2 separate regions of the Hordeum vulgare genome follow, and region 2 is linked to region 1. A link is a contact called in public Hi-C data. All regions are on one chromosome and are shown on one strand. Each heading gives the region's core, a stretch centred on a gene start, on an enhancer-like site or on the middle of the called end of the contact. The rest is flanking DNA. Distances are from core to core; before and after follow the strand shown. Region 1 holds the start of LOC123447934 (protein CELLULOSE SYNTHASE INTERACTIVE 3). Region 2 has its middle 93 kb from the start of LOC123447935.

Region 1 (4,899 bases), core at 2,188-4,687:
CACTCTCAACACATGCCCTGATATCATCACTGTGACAGCACAAGTTGCATATGATATGAGCTGCATCCTCCTTTGCCCTTTGAGATCCTGTTTCAAGTAGTTGGACAAGTGGAGGGATACCTCCAGCAGCTGTTATTGCCCACTTACTGTCATCTACTTCATCACTCAAGATAGCCAACAAAGAAACTGCATACTCCTGATGCTGCTCACTGGAAAGTCCAAGTAATGATATTAGCAACTGAACTCCTTCTCTCTTTCCAAGAGCGTCCCACAATCCAAAACCATCACAGCACAAGCTAGTTAAGGCATGAACAAGATGGTCTTGAACATCGTCGGTAGCCATAGTGACCAGCCCAACAAGAACCTTCTTTGCATTTGAGTGATCAAGTCTGCCAGAGAAACATGCATTTGCATATAGACTTGCTAAAGCTTCAAGAATACGATCAAGCAAAAGCTTACTGTCATGGGATTTCAGGAGCACAACCAAAATGCTTTCTATCTCAACAGGATCAAAGAATTTACCATCAGTGCCATCATACACCATCAGCGTATATGCAAGTGCTCCAAGAATGTCAGCAAGGGACACAGCTGACCGGGGTGATTGGCAAAGCTCTCCCAGGTAAAGCAACAACGAAGTGGCTCCACCGCAAATATTTGATAAAGCACAAACGGCATGGCTTTGTAGAGAATGGCAGGTAACCCCTCGCATGCACTCTTTTGAGGGCGCTACAACAGCTCCAATCAAAACAGGGAGGCCGCCTGCATCGACCACAGCTTTCTTTGCAATGGTAGACTTGGAAGATAAGGCCTCCAAAGCATCAGCTGCACTTTCACGAACAGCAATGTCATCATCTCGATTCAGAAGCTGAAGAAGGGCCTTAACAGCCCCAGCAGCTATGATTTTGGGAATGCTATCACTGAAAGCAGAAATCAACCGTGCCAAGAGGGAGGCAGCATTTGACTGCGAAGCAGTATTTTTGGATGAAAGAAGACCGGTAATAATTTCTACTCCACCCGCTTCAAGTGTGGCCTTCCAATAACCATCTTTATCTCCACAGAGATTTCTTAAAGCCCCAGTCACAAAGCCCTCAACTATTCTATCTTGGCGTGACTTAGGATTGAGCAAATCCCAAAGAGTCGGCACAACGCCTTCTGTCACAAATATTTTCATGCCGATGTGATCATCCGAAAGACCCCCTGAAGACACTTCAAAAATAGCCTCAGCGGCAGCCTTCTTTGCTTCAGCAGATTCAGACTTCAAGAGAGAGAGCAAGGGTGGTATGCAACCTCCTAAGAGAACCTTGACACGCAGATCCTCTTCCTTGCAGAGTGCACTAAGCAGGGCCGCAGCATTTACTTTGGCTGAAGATGCCCCGCTTCTAAGGATAGATATAAATAATGGCATGGCCTGAGAATGGCTACCTATCAAAATCCTTGCATCCTTCTTCGCCTTGGCAAGTTCAAGTAATCTTTTGATTGCCACTTCCTTCTCTGGCAGTGATGTCAAGCTACCATGTAGCTGCTCCAGCAATCGAGCAACAGTGGACATTGCACTTTCAGGGTCATCAACTTCTGCAAGATTGCATGCTTCCCTATATAAAGAATAAGCAATAATAGTTAAAAAATTATGAATAATAAAGAGAGGACTAAATGCTTAAAATGAAATGAAGGGTCGCTAGACAAGGATATAGCAACACAAACAAAGCAAGCTAATTTTGCTGATTCCATGAAAACTTCCAGTGTAATAAACATAATAATAAGACAATGAGAAAATTGAGATCTTTTTTTTAACAGTAAAAATTGAGATCTTTTTTTTAACAGTAAAAATTGAGATCTTGTATACCTTGATCTAGAAGATGACGTGGATGGCGCAGGTGAAGTAGGGTCTCGAGAATCTCGAGGTTCCGTTGAGTTGGATATCGGCATGATTGAACAGTTACCAACGTTTACAATCTTAATTGTTTTATATGTCCTCCTGCAAGACAAACTGGACGTATTCAACATAAAAAAGTAATATTGCCAGCTTGTGTCATCAATTTTTCAAATTAACTTACATTATACCAGAAGGGTGGAAAGGTAACCACTTATATGATATAACATGTGGATACCAAGATAATATCATAATCATGTTAATTTATGAGTGCAATATTAAAAGATAGCCATGGTCAGCAGATCCAGTTCTAACATGCAAAAAATTACAGTTGATGTAAATCGTCATGAGGAAATTCAGATCCCAAATTTTTTTACTTTCCGACTTAACTGTCAAAGATGAGAAACAAAATTATCGACCATGATCTATCATCGTATGCCCCAGTTCCATGCAAGTATACTTCAGTGGCGAGATTCCTTGCACACCTCAGCTGCAATGACACCTACGCGGGTGGCACACACTTCCGAAGTGCAAATGCATGTAGCAATTAGCTCCAAACAACCCGAGCAACTGTGTCTAGCTTCACGAAAAAGCACACACTTCCAAAGTCCAATTGCATATAGCAATTAGCTCCAAACAACCCGGGCAACTGTGTCTAGCTTCACGAAAAAGGTGTCTTCCCTAATTTCAGCAAATTTGAGGGAGGACAGCCCCCAGCGGCAGAAGGTGTTGCAAATGCCAAAGAAAAAAAAACTGTCGACCAGAGCTGCCAATGCACGGGGATAGGAACGACCATACTAGCAGTAAACGAGTTTAAGACAGGCGTGAGTGCAAAATTGTACCATTCCACGTGGTGGGGAGTTCAATTACTCCTGAAATCCCAATAGAGAGTGGCCGCCTCAACCGAGCACTGTTTATTTATATTACACAGACCATGACCCAGTGAAAAGCACGCCTTTTCTACAGTATGGTAAGATCGGACCATGGCCTTCAAAACAAGACACTATAATGGCTAACTAAAGGCTGATGAACAGAGAAACAGAAGAGCGGGTCGCGACAGAATTCCTCGAGAATTACTCCCCCCCGAGCGCACCTAACTACGGCCTGCCCCAGATCGCTCCTCGCGCCACTGCGGAGCGACAAGCGACGGCGGACCACCACCCGATCACGCGAACCACCCGAAATCCCTCCGCCCACCTCCACCGCCTCGCCAACGGGGCCATCGCAGGCGAGATCCCGACCGCCAGGCTTCAACGAAAAGCAACGCGATACCCCCTAGAACCAGCGCGAATCGCTCGGAATTGGGCGCCGCCACGGGCAGGCAGCAGCCCCCTGCCGGGCGCGCCTGGCCAGAGATCGACGAACGAGACCGGGGGAGGGGGGGGGGCTCACCGGCGGCAGGCGAAGACGTCCGGCGGCGAGACCGAGGCGGAGGAGAGGAGGAGGCGACGCTTGGTCTCGCGCCCACTCGCCCACTGTGCCGCGCAGTGTGGGTGTGAACTGTGAAGAGAGAGAGAGAGAGATGCGAAAGCTTTTTGGAACAGGGGAAGTGGGGAGGGAGGGAGAGAGAGGGGTGGGTCTTTTGCGGATCACTCCCGTCATTGTCGCGTTATTACGGCAGCGGACATGGACGGACGCCTGGGCTGTGTCAAGTGGAAATTAACTGCGTTCCTCTTTTAGTAACGGGCAGATCGCTGTCGTACTACGCAGCGGTAGTGGAAGCATTTACAGCACCTTCAACCGTGTCAGTAAGTAAAATAGTCACTGTTTGCGTGAAGTTGGGTCAGAAAATTCTCTTCAACAATTTTCATAAACGAGCACATTTTTAGTGATAATAGAAGAAGACAGATTTAGAGGGATTTTACATTAACTGGGAAACGACCTCGTCGGACAACTTCCTCTAAACTTTACTGTGCCCCATAAAAGTGGTTTTACGGGGAGATTCTTACATAAACTGATGAAGATTCTCTAAGCAAGTGGGTAGGGTGTTCCTGTAAACACATTTGCTCAAAGAGACAGGCTCTTAATCCACCTTGGGATTAAAATGTGATGTAGCGTATTCTATACTAATTTAAATTCTAGATTGTTAAGTTAACCGAAATCATGTAAACATGTATCATGTAAAAATAGTTTCTTTAGACCCATTAAGAAAAAAATTTAGAAAAGGAGGATGACCCCCGGCCTCTGCATCTGAAAGATGCATGCAACCATTTTATTAATTATTCACAAAGATCTTACAAAGCAATACATCAATATATCTGAAGCCGTCCTCTTGGCAATATCTATCGCTACTCCTATCCAATGATGAAGGGGTGCAGAAAGTGTGAGCCACATACCCACACCTCTCACCTAGACTAACATCTAAAGCCGGAGGCCCCGACTGAGCCACATACCGGGTCAGGGGCACAAACCGGTCCAACGCACCCTCATAGGTCGTCGCCGCCGCTTTCCATCAATCCATCTTCAGAAGAGTTACTGACGCATCGACCTTGCAAGGCTTGCCGTCGATGCCCCCACAGCGCCAAACAGCGCATCCTCCCTACGCGCGCTCATCATCATGCATCCGTCGCCGAGACTTTGCTGCGCCTCGCTGCCGAGACTCCACGACATCGATGTGTCACAAGGAATGCCGCTCCACCGTTGATGCCGACCAATGATCCCTCGAGCCCGTGTGTACCTCCATGAATGATACCCCCAAGAGGGAAACGACACCAGAGCGTCGCCGTCATCCGATCTACTGATCTAGGGTTTCCTCGGAGGTAGCAAAGAGCAGCCTTGAACTTCTCCTCGGCGATGCCTTCAGGAAGGAAACGACCTAGACAACGCCGCCATCGCCGGCTTTGGCAGTAGCCGAAAGCAAGCTTTTACCCAGATCTGTTCGAAGAACCCATCTCTCCTGCACGGGCCACCACATCCTGCGACGTCCCCGGGAGCAGGATCCCAAGATCCGCCGCCACCGGCAACGCCACAAGAACCCACCACCTGACCGTCATCCCTGACGAAGGGAATGGCGCCACCACCTTGTTCAA
Region 2 (4,679 bases), core at 1,028-3,527, 180 kb after region 1:
AATCATGTCGTCCAAAACTGCAATTAGTCTTGATTGCATCTATACTATTAAATGTTGTACTCCCTTAACATACCTAATTAGCTGTCTTTTGTTGCCTCATCACTGAAAGTCTGAATTTCAGTACCAAATCATAAACAGATCCTCATGTATGTTGCCAAATGTTTTGAAGCAATTTGGCTTCAAACCAAGTGGATGTCTATGATTTTTTCAACAAAGAATGGTAGGTGCCATGGCTACAAACCAAACAATGGAGACTTTCCAATATCTTGGTCATGCCCTTTTGGTCGGGCCATGCCAATTTATGGAAGTGCTAAATGGGGTTCACACCAAATATACCCAATACTATTTCATGTATTAGATGTAAACTGAGTTTTTTATGTCTCTATTTTTGGGTTCTCATTGTTATCCTAGCAAAACGCGACGAGAATTGTGTAGGCTATAATGAATTTGAAAGCAGCTTATCATAACTGTAGTATTTATCAATGTCTTCGAAAGTGGATTACACACTTTCCGAAATGGCCAATAGACAATCTGTCGTCACTAGTCTAGAGTATACACCAACTACGAAAGTGGTGTTTAAGAGATGTCATCAAAGAAAAGCACCAAACTGTTTTGTATCAAGGTGTCGCAACTTTGAGTAATTGTGTAGGTTATTTTAGTGCGAGAGTTTAGAAATTTTTAGTTGCGGCTTATCTACTGTTTCATCTAGTTTATTGTGGCAAACTTATTCACGAGTCCCACTTTATAGCTTTCTCTTATTTTATGATTATTGGATTTCTTTTAGCCCTTCTACTTTTTAGTTAGTCACGATAATTATCTTTTGTTTCTACAAATACACAAGTCGGTGCAACCACGCATCATCTTCATTTTCTGTTATCCATATCATTGCTCTTGGCCATTGTTGGCATCACCAACACCGAGCACTAGCGGCAAGAACCTATTGGTGAACAAGGCCAAGAGAATACTGGGAACCTACAGCCGAAAGTAGCAGTGGAGGTGGCACCCACGAGCAGCATTGCTGGCAGTGGTCTAGAGCAACGGAAACGGTTCCTCGGACAAGCACGGGAGGCAACGGTGCAACAGTCGAGTGTAGCAGTTCCCGGAGAAGTGAAGGAGTCGGTGGCTGGGATCAGTGCAGCGCGGGTGGCAAGAAATGAAACGAGTAGTTGGCCCAAGAGGCAATTTTACCCATGTACAAAATACGAAGAGGAACATGTACATGTACTGCTTTAATTGGCGACATAGCTGCACGCTACCTCCTGGAAATTTCTTTCACTTGACATGATAGCCATGCTATTTCTTATTACATACTCCCTTCGTGTCGAATTACATATCTTAAATTTGTCCACACACGGCACATGTTAGATACATCTGTATATCGATAAATCTAAAACAAATAATTCAAGACAGAGGTAATAGATAATTTAATTCTTATATATGAAAGAATAAATTAATAGATTTCTCTTTAAAATTACATGGTGCAAATTTGATGAGGCTTCTCCGCATATTTCCTTCTATAGCATTATGGGATTGTTGATCACCATCCAAGTGAAGCCACTAATAATGATGGCATTTAGATTAGCAACCAACCGATGAGATGAGCAATGACATCACAATATAATTTTCCCTTCTGTTATGCTCAAGTTAGCTAATTCAATAAATAAATAGTACATCAAAATAAACGTATTTGCAAACTTAAACTCATTGCTTTGTTATTTTTTATTATATTATATTTTTCCATTGGTTGAAGGCGAGGTCGCTACAACTAAATCCGACAGTTTATAAAATAAAGCCTTCGTTAAATTGTACCCATTAATGCGATGAAGAATCCACTTTTTTGATTATTACATATAAAAAATATATATTTATATCCTAACAAAAACATTCGTTACACTTGCGTTGATTATTACACATAAAGACGTGTATTGCACGTGTACGTGTACTATTTTTTCAAAAGGTGAGGAAATTTAACAGCGTGAAATGCGTGGAATCAACAATATTCTGCTCGGAGGTGAGATGAGAAGCGAAGGAATTTCCTTTTCAGCAAAGGAACAGAACGCATCGCGGAAACGACAAGCATTAGCTGGTGGTGATCTGGTACGGCCGCAGTCAGAGATGCCTCCACGAACGAAATACAGCCATGACGGAAGGACTAATCTGCAAAGCAGCTAATTACCCTCCTGGCGACCAACGTCTCGGAGGTAGATAGCCTTCTCTGACACCCGGGTCAAGGGGCGCTCGTTCATCCTGGGGCCCACGCGTAAGCGTCCGGTCCCGCAGATCCAACGGCCGCCCGCTCGGGCTCGGCGGGGCCCACTCCAATCTCCAGTGACGTCAGGCGCCGGGCCCGCTACAGCGCCTTTCCAGTGGCGTTAGGCGCGTGGGGGCTGCTTTCCCTCACGTGCTCGCAACGGCAACTAGCAGGCCCGCCGTGGGGCCGCGTCGTCGGCGAGGCGAGGCCCGCTTTGGGAGTTGGGACAGAGTGGCCGGGACCCGGTCCGGCAGCGTGACAAAATCACGGCCACCTTTCCTGAGTGTAGAACATGAGACGTACCACGGCGAATTTCCTGCTCAAAAAATTGGTGCGGTGTACGGTTTCAACTAGAAAATGGGACCGTAGACTGTTTGCTTCGCTCGGCAAGTGCAATGCAATACGGTACAATATAATTACTCCGTCAGAGTAGTACCCGTAATAACCTATTAATCGAATGTGACGGACTCGAACTTGGCCGTGCCCCGTCGATCGTCGATGCAGGAGTATTTCCAACAAACGCACTGAATAAGTTGTGTCTCACAAAAGGCTTCTTAGTGCAGGTCGAACAAAACCGCATACGCGTGCTACATTTTCCCAGCATCCAGTACCGCACGTTGAACAGTAATTCGTCCGCATGAATGTCCATCAACCATCGGATCTGAAAGCTCCCTCGCACGCGGGACTTTCCCATCCTCTCCAGCGACCCTGTCGGCGCTCCCCTCCCCCGTCGTTCCTCACCGCACGCGTCGCTTCCCCCTCTTCTCCGATGGCCGCCGCCGCTTCCTCCGCTGCGGCCGCTCCTGGAGCGCCCCGTTCCATCGACAAACAGCGTCCGGCGGGGGTTTGCAGCTCGGCGTCCACAAGGTGTTTGATAAAGCGCTTGCAAGGTATATATTGCTACTAAACTTCATTTTTGTAGATGATTTTGGAGTATGCTGTTTGTGGTGTTAAATTTTAGTTTGAATTCAAATTTGTAGATGAGTTCATCCCACGATTCTTTTAATGAAGAATTTGATCTTGAAGAGGAAGAGGACCTCGCAATGATCCTAGCTATGCATATCAACAAAAAGCCGAAGCACGGTTGTTCGATATTTGGTCGCCAGAAATTGTGGAGGGAAAGGGTCAAAGCCCACAACACATTGATGAGAAACTATTTTGCGGAGATTCTCACATACCTCGAGTCCTACTTTCGACGTCGTTTAGGATGAATATCGAGTTGTTCAAACACATTGCAGATAGACTGGCGAGCCATGATTGGTTTTTTCAGCAGAGGAGGAATGCCGCCGAAGAACTCGGCCATAGCACCTTTCAAAAGGTGACAACCGCTTTGCGTATGTTGGCATACGGCATTTCGGCGGATCTAGTTGATGATCACTTGGCCATGGGTGAGAGACAAGCCATCATGTGTGTGAAACGCTTCGCGGTTGGAATCGTGCAAGTGTTTGGTCTGAAATATTTGAGAGCTCCCAATGCTCAAGGCGCCGCAAGGCTTTTGAAGATGAATAAAGCTTGTGGGTTCCCAAGTATGTTTGGCTTAATAGATTGTATGCATTGGAGTTGGAAGAACTGTTCTAAGGCACGACAAGGACAATTTCACGGCCAGAAAAAAGATGTCACTACAATCCTTGAAGCGGTGGCCGATCAGGAGACTTGGGTTTGGCATGCTTTTTTCGGAATGCGAGGATATTTGAACGATGTCAATGTTGTTCAGCGGTCACCACTCATGAATAGTATTGCAAACTGTGAACTGTCAGCGGTGCAGTTTGTAGCAAATGACCATACATAAAATTATGTCTACTATCTTGCGGATGGCATCTACCCAAGGTGGCAAACATTTGTGAAGCCGTTGAAAAAACTGGGAGGTAAGAAAAATCTTGATTTCCATAATGCTCAGGTGGCGGCTAGGAAAGATGTGGAGAGAGCTTTTGGGATTTTGCAAGCCTAATTTCCTATTGTGAGAAGACCGGCTAGATATTGGGATCAAAATATTCTTTGATACATCATGGACGATTGTGTGATTATGCATAATATGATCATCGAGAACGAGCGTGGGCAAGATTTAGACTATTCTTAGTATGAGTTGTTGGGACATCCCGTACGAGCGCGGTGGGGGATCGAGAGGGTGGCCCGCTTTGTTGTCTTCTATCATGCCATTCGACGTGTCGAAACGCATGATGATCTTCAGAAGGATCTAGTCGAGGAGTGGTGGATATGAAATGTGCGACAAAACGCATGATGTTGTATGTTTGTTGTACTAAACATTTATTGTATTTCTCGAAACTATTTGTTGTATTAAAGTTTAATTATTTGTTTCAGTTGTAATAATAATTAACTATTTTTAATAAATTATGTTGTGTTTGTTTGATCTTCTTTATTTGACACTAAATGTAAAATATTGTCTCTGCTGAACGCATGTGCTCGATTT

What was found. A called contact is a pair of places that touch in the nucleus more often than the background predicts.
Region 2: a Hi-C map of leaf shows a contact between it and region 1, with 2.9 times the contacts expected there. The contact joins the enhancer-like site here to the promoter of LOC123447934 in region 1. A contact is called at or near these places in 2 of 6 Hi-C or Micro-C datasets (both in leaf) and 1 of 1 datasets of contacts at active chromatin or transcription factors (embryo).

What each region holds. Positions count from the first base shown.
Region 1 is chr4H:76,712,385-76,717,283 of MorexV3_pseudomolecules_assembly, forward strand. LOC123447934 (protein CELLULOSE SYNTHASE INTERACTIVE 3) reads right to left here and starts at 3,438. Exons shown (of 7, transcript XM_045124669.1): 1 at 3,263-3,438; 2 at 1,844-1,987; 3 at 1-1,592. The coding sequence starts at 1,926.
Region 2 is chr4H:76,893,319-76,897,997 of MorexV3_pseudomolecules_assembly, forward strand. No RefSeq gene overlaps it. Among protein-coding and RNA genes, the nearest start is that of LOC123447935, 93 kb to the right of the region's middle. Within about 2 kb of position 2,278, at least 3 of the 3 cell types and tissues checked have open chromatin away from gene starts, as enhancers often do. A contact at or near this core is called in leaf, where this site is marked.